2 separate regions of the Sus scrofa genome follow, and region 1 is linked to region 2. A link is a contact called in public HiChIP or PLAC-seq data. All regions are on one chromosome and are shown on one strand. Each heading gives the region's core, a stretch centred on a gene start, on an enhancer-like site or on the middle of the called end of the contact. The rest is flanking DNA. Distances are from core to core; before and after follow the strand shown.

Region 1 (2,731 bases), core at 226-2,725, 240 kb before region 2:
TAGCCACCAGCCACATGTAGGTACTGAGAACTTAAAATGTACCTAGTGAAACTGAAAATTTTAATTTCTAATTTACTTAATTTTAATTATTTCAATTCTAAACATAAATTGCCATGACTAGTGGTTACTAACTCCACCCTAAATATCAGTTGGACTAATGAAGTGGCTTCCAAATTTACGCTATTTATAATATGTATAAATACTGAATTGTTGAATATGTAAAAATTGTAAGTTATAGTAATCAACTATATACATTTAAAAAACAATGATAGCTACATGTGTGAGACATGACTGACTCTGGGTGATGCCTGGATACTACATGGATTTGCAGAAACCTGTACAATGATTTCTGAGAGTCCCAGAACTCATGACGCGTAAACTGGGAACAAGCAGATTAGAGAGTTTTTTAGTAAATCAGGTAGCATACAATCTAAGCACTTGCTTTAAAAAGGGGGGTGGGGCCACTTCATTCGTTTAAGGTAATGAATTAATTTCAATTCAATAAATATTTGTATCTGGAGTTCCGGCTGTGGCACAGTAGGATCCAACACTGCCGCAACTGCAGCTCAGATTCAACCCCTGTCCCGGAAACTTCCATATGTCGAGGGTGCGGTCATTAAACAAATAAATAAATATTTGTATCTGCCTATAATGCAGACACTGTGCACTAGAGAAGGCTACCGCTATGATCTGAACTAGTGGAGCAAATCCAAACTAATGTCTTCTGTGCCAAGCTGTAAAGGGCCAAATCAAAAGGCTCACAACTATTGGAGGTCAGTCACAGATTTCCCAGGGACGCACACTAGCGGAAGTAGAAAGTTCACATATACCAGCATAATGTCAAAAAACACTAGCCTGGAGTTAGGAGAGCTGGGTTCTAGGAACGCTTTGACTAAAGAGTTGTATGATTAATAGCAGTATGAGACATTATTTTTTCTTCTCTACTCTATTTTGGTCCTGAAATTGTACTGATATTTTTCTCCTATTTTTCGGAGGAGTTGGTGAGGAAAGTACAACTTGGAGTCAGCCTATCTGCTCAGTGTGACACCTGCTAAGACTACCCCGCCAAGAAACGACCTCTCACCTCTCCCTGCCACCTCCCCTCCCGGTCCCGGAATTCATCCACTACTTCTCTGACAGGTACGAAATATGTGTGTCTGGGGCATGAGGCGCTCCTCGGGAGCAGAGACTTTCCAGGAGAGCCGAGAGAGGACCTTACCACGCGGGGAACTCGCAACGCCCCCGGAACCCCAGCCCCCAGGACCCCTTCGCCGCCCCACCCCAGCCGCGGCCGTTACCTGGCTCACAACTGCTCCTGTTCCTCACGCCCGCATGGACAGCACCGGAAACGGAAATGCACCCTACCAGGCGACTCTACACGCCGACGGGAAACAAGGAGGCAAAAAGAAAGAGAACAGCGGAGGGACGATTTTTCAGAGGAAAGCCGAAAAGGAGGCTCGTGATTGGCTGAGGGCAACGCAGGAAACGCCTCCACGCAGCTCTCCCCCCAGGAGTCCCGCGTCTCTCTCCTCGCTGCCGCGGGGCGCTGCGGCGCTGGGTCTCGGAGTCCCTAGCTCCTCACAAGCCGAGTTCACTTGGAGGTGGTGCTGACGGTGCGGTCCGGCTCTCGTTCTTTGGTTTGGTACAAAAGCCAGAAATAATATTCTGGTCACCCTGAGGTCACTGCGCCTGTCTACTGAAAGCCCCAGGCGCCACGTCCGACTGGCCTAATAGAAGAGCACTCGGTTGTGGGTCGCACAGGTTGGTCAGCCTGCTCATCCTTAGAGATGACAAAGCTGGAGATTTCTCGGACGTCTTTAGTGCTAGGACTCTCTTGCTGGGACAAACAGACTCTGAGGGCAGGGATAGACCCTGACCCAGTATGAAATGCTTTGGCCTTTCTCTGTTACTGGAAAAAGAGATTTCGCTGGGGGATGCACTTCTCGCAGTTTTCTTGGAGCACAACTTTGCCTTCCCAGGGCTCTGCCCATTCCTACCTCTCAGGGGAGCTGGGGTGCCCTACTACCTAGACAGCTAGGTACATTTTAAGAAATTGAATCTCCCTCTTGGAGGTTTTCTTTTCAGTATCCCACCATGATCATACCCGAGGATCAGTTCGTCTACCTCACAAAACTAGGGTCACCCGTACTTCATGCCTTTTCACAGCAGACTTGTATTTTTCTCAGCATCCCACAGGTATTCCCTTTGTGTACACTCTACGCTCTGGGCCGTGCTTGGGAGGCTGCTGTACAGGACACACACTTCCCTCATCTGTGAAGAGCTTGAATTTTGTGCCACCCTCCAGCACTATTCCTCTCACTTCCTGGAGATTTCACTATTCAGGTACATAATCCAAACCTCTTGGCTCCATGAATTCCACTCTTATCCTCTGCCTTATTTCAGACTCTCACATTCTCTGTGATCATATCCTTGACTTTATCCAGTCCATGGAGTGGAACTCCAGAAACATCTCACTCTAACCACCACCTGCTTTCTTTACAGGTTACTCCCTCTTAATGGTTGAAATTAAGACTTCATAACCCTGGAGTTCCCCTTGTGGCTCAGTGGATTAAGGTTGCAGATGGTGCTCAGATCTGGCATTGCCCTGGCTGTGGTGTAGCTTGCAGCTACAGCTCTGATTGGACCCCTAGCCTGGGAACTTCCATATGTTGCAGGTGTGCCATTTAAAAAAAAAAAAAAAAAAGACTTTTTAACCCTACCCACCCCTCCA
Region 2 (2,734 bases), core at 13-2,512:
ACACGTGTAATTATTCTCTTCTTGTATTGATCCCTTTATCATTATATAATGCCCTTTGTCTTTTTAAAAGATTTTGTTCTAAATCTATTTTGTGTGATATGAGTATTGCTACCACTGATTTCCTGTTGTTTCTGTTTGCATGACTGTTCCATACCCTCACTTTCAGTCTGTATGTCTTTAGTTCTGAAGTGAGTTTCTTGTAAGCAGTATTTTTCTTGGTCTTGTTTTTTAATTTAATCAGTCACAACATGTCTTTTCATTGCAGCATTTAGGCCACTGACTTTTCAAGTAATTATTGAGAGTTATGTACTTATTGCCATTTTATTATTCTTATTACTAATGCTTCATAGTCTTTAGCAAATTGCTTTTATCTGTTTCATTAGTTTTTTTTTTCAGGGGTTTCCTCTTTCTCTTTCAATTGAGACAAATTCTCTCTTCTCATTTTGCTTAAACTTCTTTGTCTCTATGAAATAGGTGACAGTTACCGGTTGGAATTCTGAAGGGGAGTTCTTAATGTGGGAACTTCCCTATATAGTCTGTATGTTCCCATTGGCTTTAGTGGGAGAGCTAGATTTAATCTGAACACAAGTCCTGTCTTTCCTCAGGGTGGCTTGGCGGCTACTACTATCAGTAGTAGGTGTTACTGGAGACAGAACGACTAGGGCTGGATTCTGGTATAAGCTCAGGCTTCCCCTCTGTTCAGTGGCTGTCTCTGCCCTCTTAGGGATGGGAGTGAGTCTGGTGTTGCTAGACTAAAAACCTTGAGGGTCAGGTCCAAGCTGGCCCCATTCACTTTAAGTATGTGCTCTCACCCTTCCCTGCACTGACATCTTTACTCCAGAGGGGAGCATTCTAGAGCAAGGTCGGACACTCGGCTTGGGCAAGGTGGTCCTGCTGGGGCAGAGATCTGGACTGCTTCTGATGTGGTACCTGTGTAAGTGCTCTCAGTGCCTGCTCCCACTTTGCTCAGGTGCTGCCTCAAGTCTGAGCCTCCTTTTTCCCTCACAGCTGGGCTTTCCCCTCAGACTCTGCTTCCCTTGCTCTGGTGTGGAGCTATAGTTCAGGGCACATAGGGCCTGCTTACTACGTAAGTGCTATAGTGGCTGCCTTTGCTCTGCTCAGATGCCGTGTCGGAATTGAACCCCCCCTGTTTTACATAGCTGGACAGTATGTAACTGCATTGTGACACAAGTGGGGCTTGAGGCTTCTCTGGGATTAGACTTGGACGGCTGCTAGTGTAGTCACAGGAAACAAGTCAGCCATTTGTGCAGTTTACAATCTCTCTGCTCTGCCTTGATTGTGCAAGCAAGCATGTGCGTGCTCTTCAGTGGTGAAATTCAGGCTTCCTATAACCTTCCTGTTAATCTTCCTAGCCTTCAAACCAGCCAAGGGACTTGTCTTCCCTGTGTTTTGACCCCAGGGCTGGGACATTGAATATTTCACCCGACCACCTGCTCCCCAGGGAGGGTCTCTGCCTGTGTAATCTTCCTTTTCTTCTGGGTCCTCTCTCAGGGGCACAGGTCCCAACCTGATCACTTCTCATAACTTCCTACCTGATTCTGTTGGGTCTTTCTTACATCCTTGGTTGTATAGACTTCTTTCAGCCAGTCTTAAGTTAGTTTTAAGTGAAAATTGTTCTACAAATAGCTGTATTTTTAATGTATTTGTGGGGGGGGGTGAGTTCCATGCAGTCTGCTATCTTGATCTCCTTCCCTTGTCAAGTGTATAGTTTGCCCACTAAACTAAATACAGTCTTACTTATTTACAAAGTCCTGTAATGTACTTGAAGACATTCTCAAGTAACTAGGATATTCATATACAAAATTAGGGTGTTACAAAGTTGCAAAGCAATTTTAAAAGGTATTGTATTTTTGTATTCCTTTTCTAATATTTCATTGCTGGTATACAGAAATGCCACTGACTTCTGAATGTTAATCTTATAGCCTGCTACTTTGCTGAATTTATTAATCAGTTCAGGTAGTTTTGGGGTTGAGTCCTTAGGGTTTTCTATGTATAGTACCATGTCGTCTGCGTACAGTGAGTTTTATCTCTTCTCTTCCTATATGGAAGAAAGACAAAGACAAATACCATATGATATCACTTATAACTGGAATATAATATCCAGCACAAATGAACATCTCCACAGAAAAGAAAATTATGGACTTGGAAAATAGACTTGTGGCTGCCTGATGGGAGAGGGAGGGAGTGGGAAGGGATCGGGAGCTTGGGCTTATCAGACACAACTTAGAATAGATTTACAAGGAGATCCTGCTGAGCAGAATTGAGAACTATGTCTAGATACTCATATTGCAACAGAACAAAGGGTGGGGGAAAAATGTATACATGTAAGGATAACTTGATCCCCCTGCTGTACAGTGGGAAAAAAATAAATTAAAAAAAAAAAAAAGAATGAAAGTCAGCAAATAAAAAAAAAATCAAAACCGAAAAAATGAAGTTGCAAAGCAAGCAATATAAAAAACAAATCTGGAGTTCCCTTCATGGTGCAGTGGAAACAAATCCCACTAGGAACCATGAAGTTGCGGGCTTGATCCCTGGCTTTGCTCAGTGGGTTAATTGACCCAGTGTTGCTGTGAGCTGTGGTGTAGGTTGCAGATGTGGCTCAGATCTGGCATTGCTGTGGCTCTGGTGTAGGCTGGCAGCTGTAGCTCCAATTAGACCCCTAGCCTGGGAACCTCCATATGCCTTTGGTGTGGCCCTAAAAAGACAAAAAGAC

What was found. HiChIP or PLAC-seq counts read pairs in DNA pulled down with a chosen protein or histone mark.
Region 1: a contact with region 2 is called in an H3K27ac HiChIP or PLAC-seq map of alveolar macrophages. The contact joins two enhancer-like sites. A contact is called at or near these places in 1 of 47 Hi-C or Micro-C datasets (embryonic fibroblasts) and 1 of 2 datasets of contacts at active chromatin or transcription factors (alveolar macrophages).

Annotation. Positions count from the first base shown.
Region 1 is chr14:61,086,280-61,089,010 of Sscrofa11.1, reverse strand. BMS1 (ribosome biogenesis protein BMS1 homolog) reads right to left here. Exons shown (of 24, transcript XM_005670994.3): 2 at 1,299-1,374. Among named protein-coding and RNA genes, the nearest start is that of BMS1, 32 kb to the right of the region's middle. Within about 2 kb of position 1,475, at least 70 of the 83 cell types and tissues checked have an H3K27ac peak or open chromatin away from gene starts, as enhancers often do. A contact at or near this core is called in alveolar macrophages, where this site is marked.
Region 2 is chr14:60,847,054-60,849,787 of Sscrofa11.1, reverse strand. All of the region lies in intron 2 of ZNF37A (zinc finger protein 37A), which reads left to right. Among named protein-coding and RNA genes, the nearest start is that of ZNF37A, 13 kb to the left of the region's middle. Within about 2 kb of position 1,262, at least 2 of the 83 cell types and tissues checked have an H3K27ac peak or open chromatin away from gene starts, as enhancers often do. A contact at or near this core is called in alveolar macrophages, where this site is marked.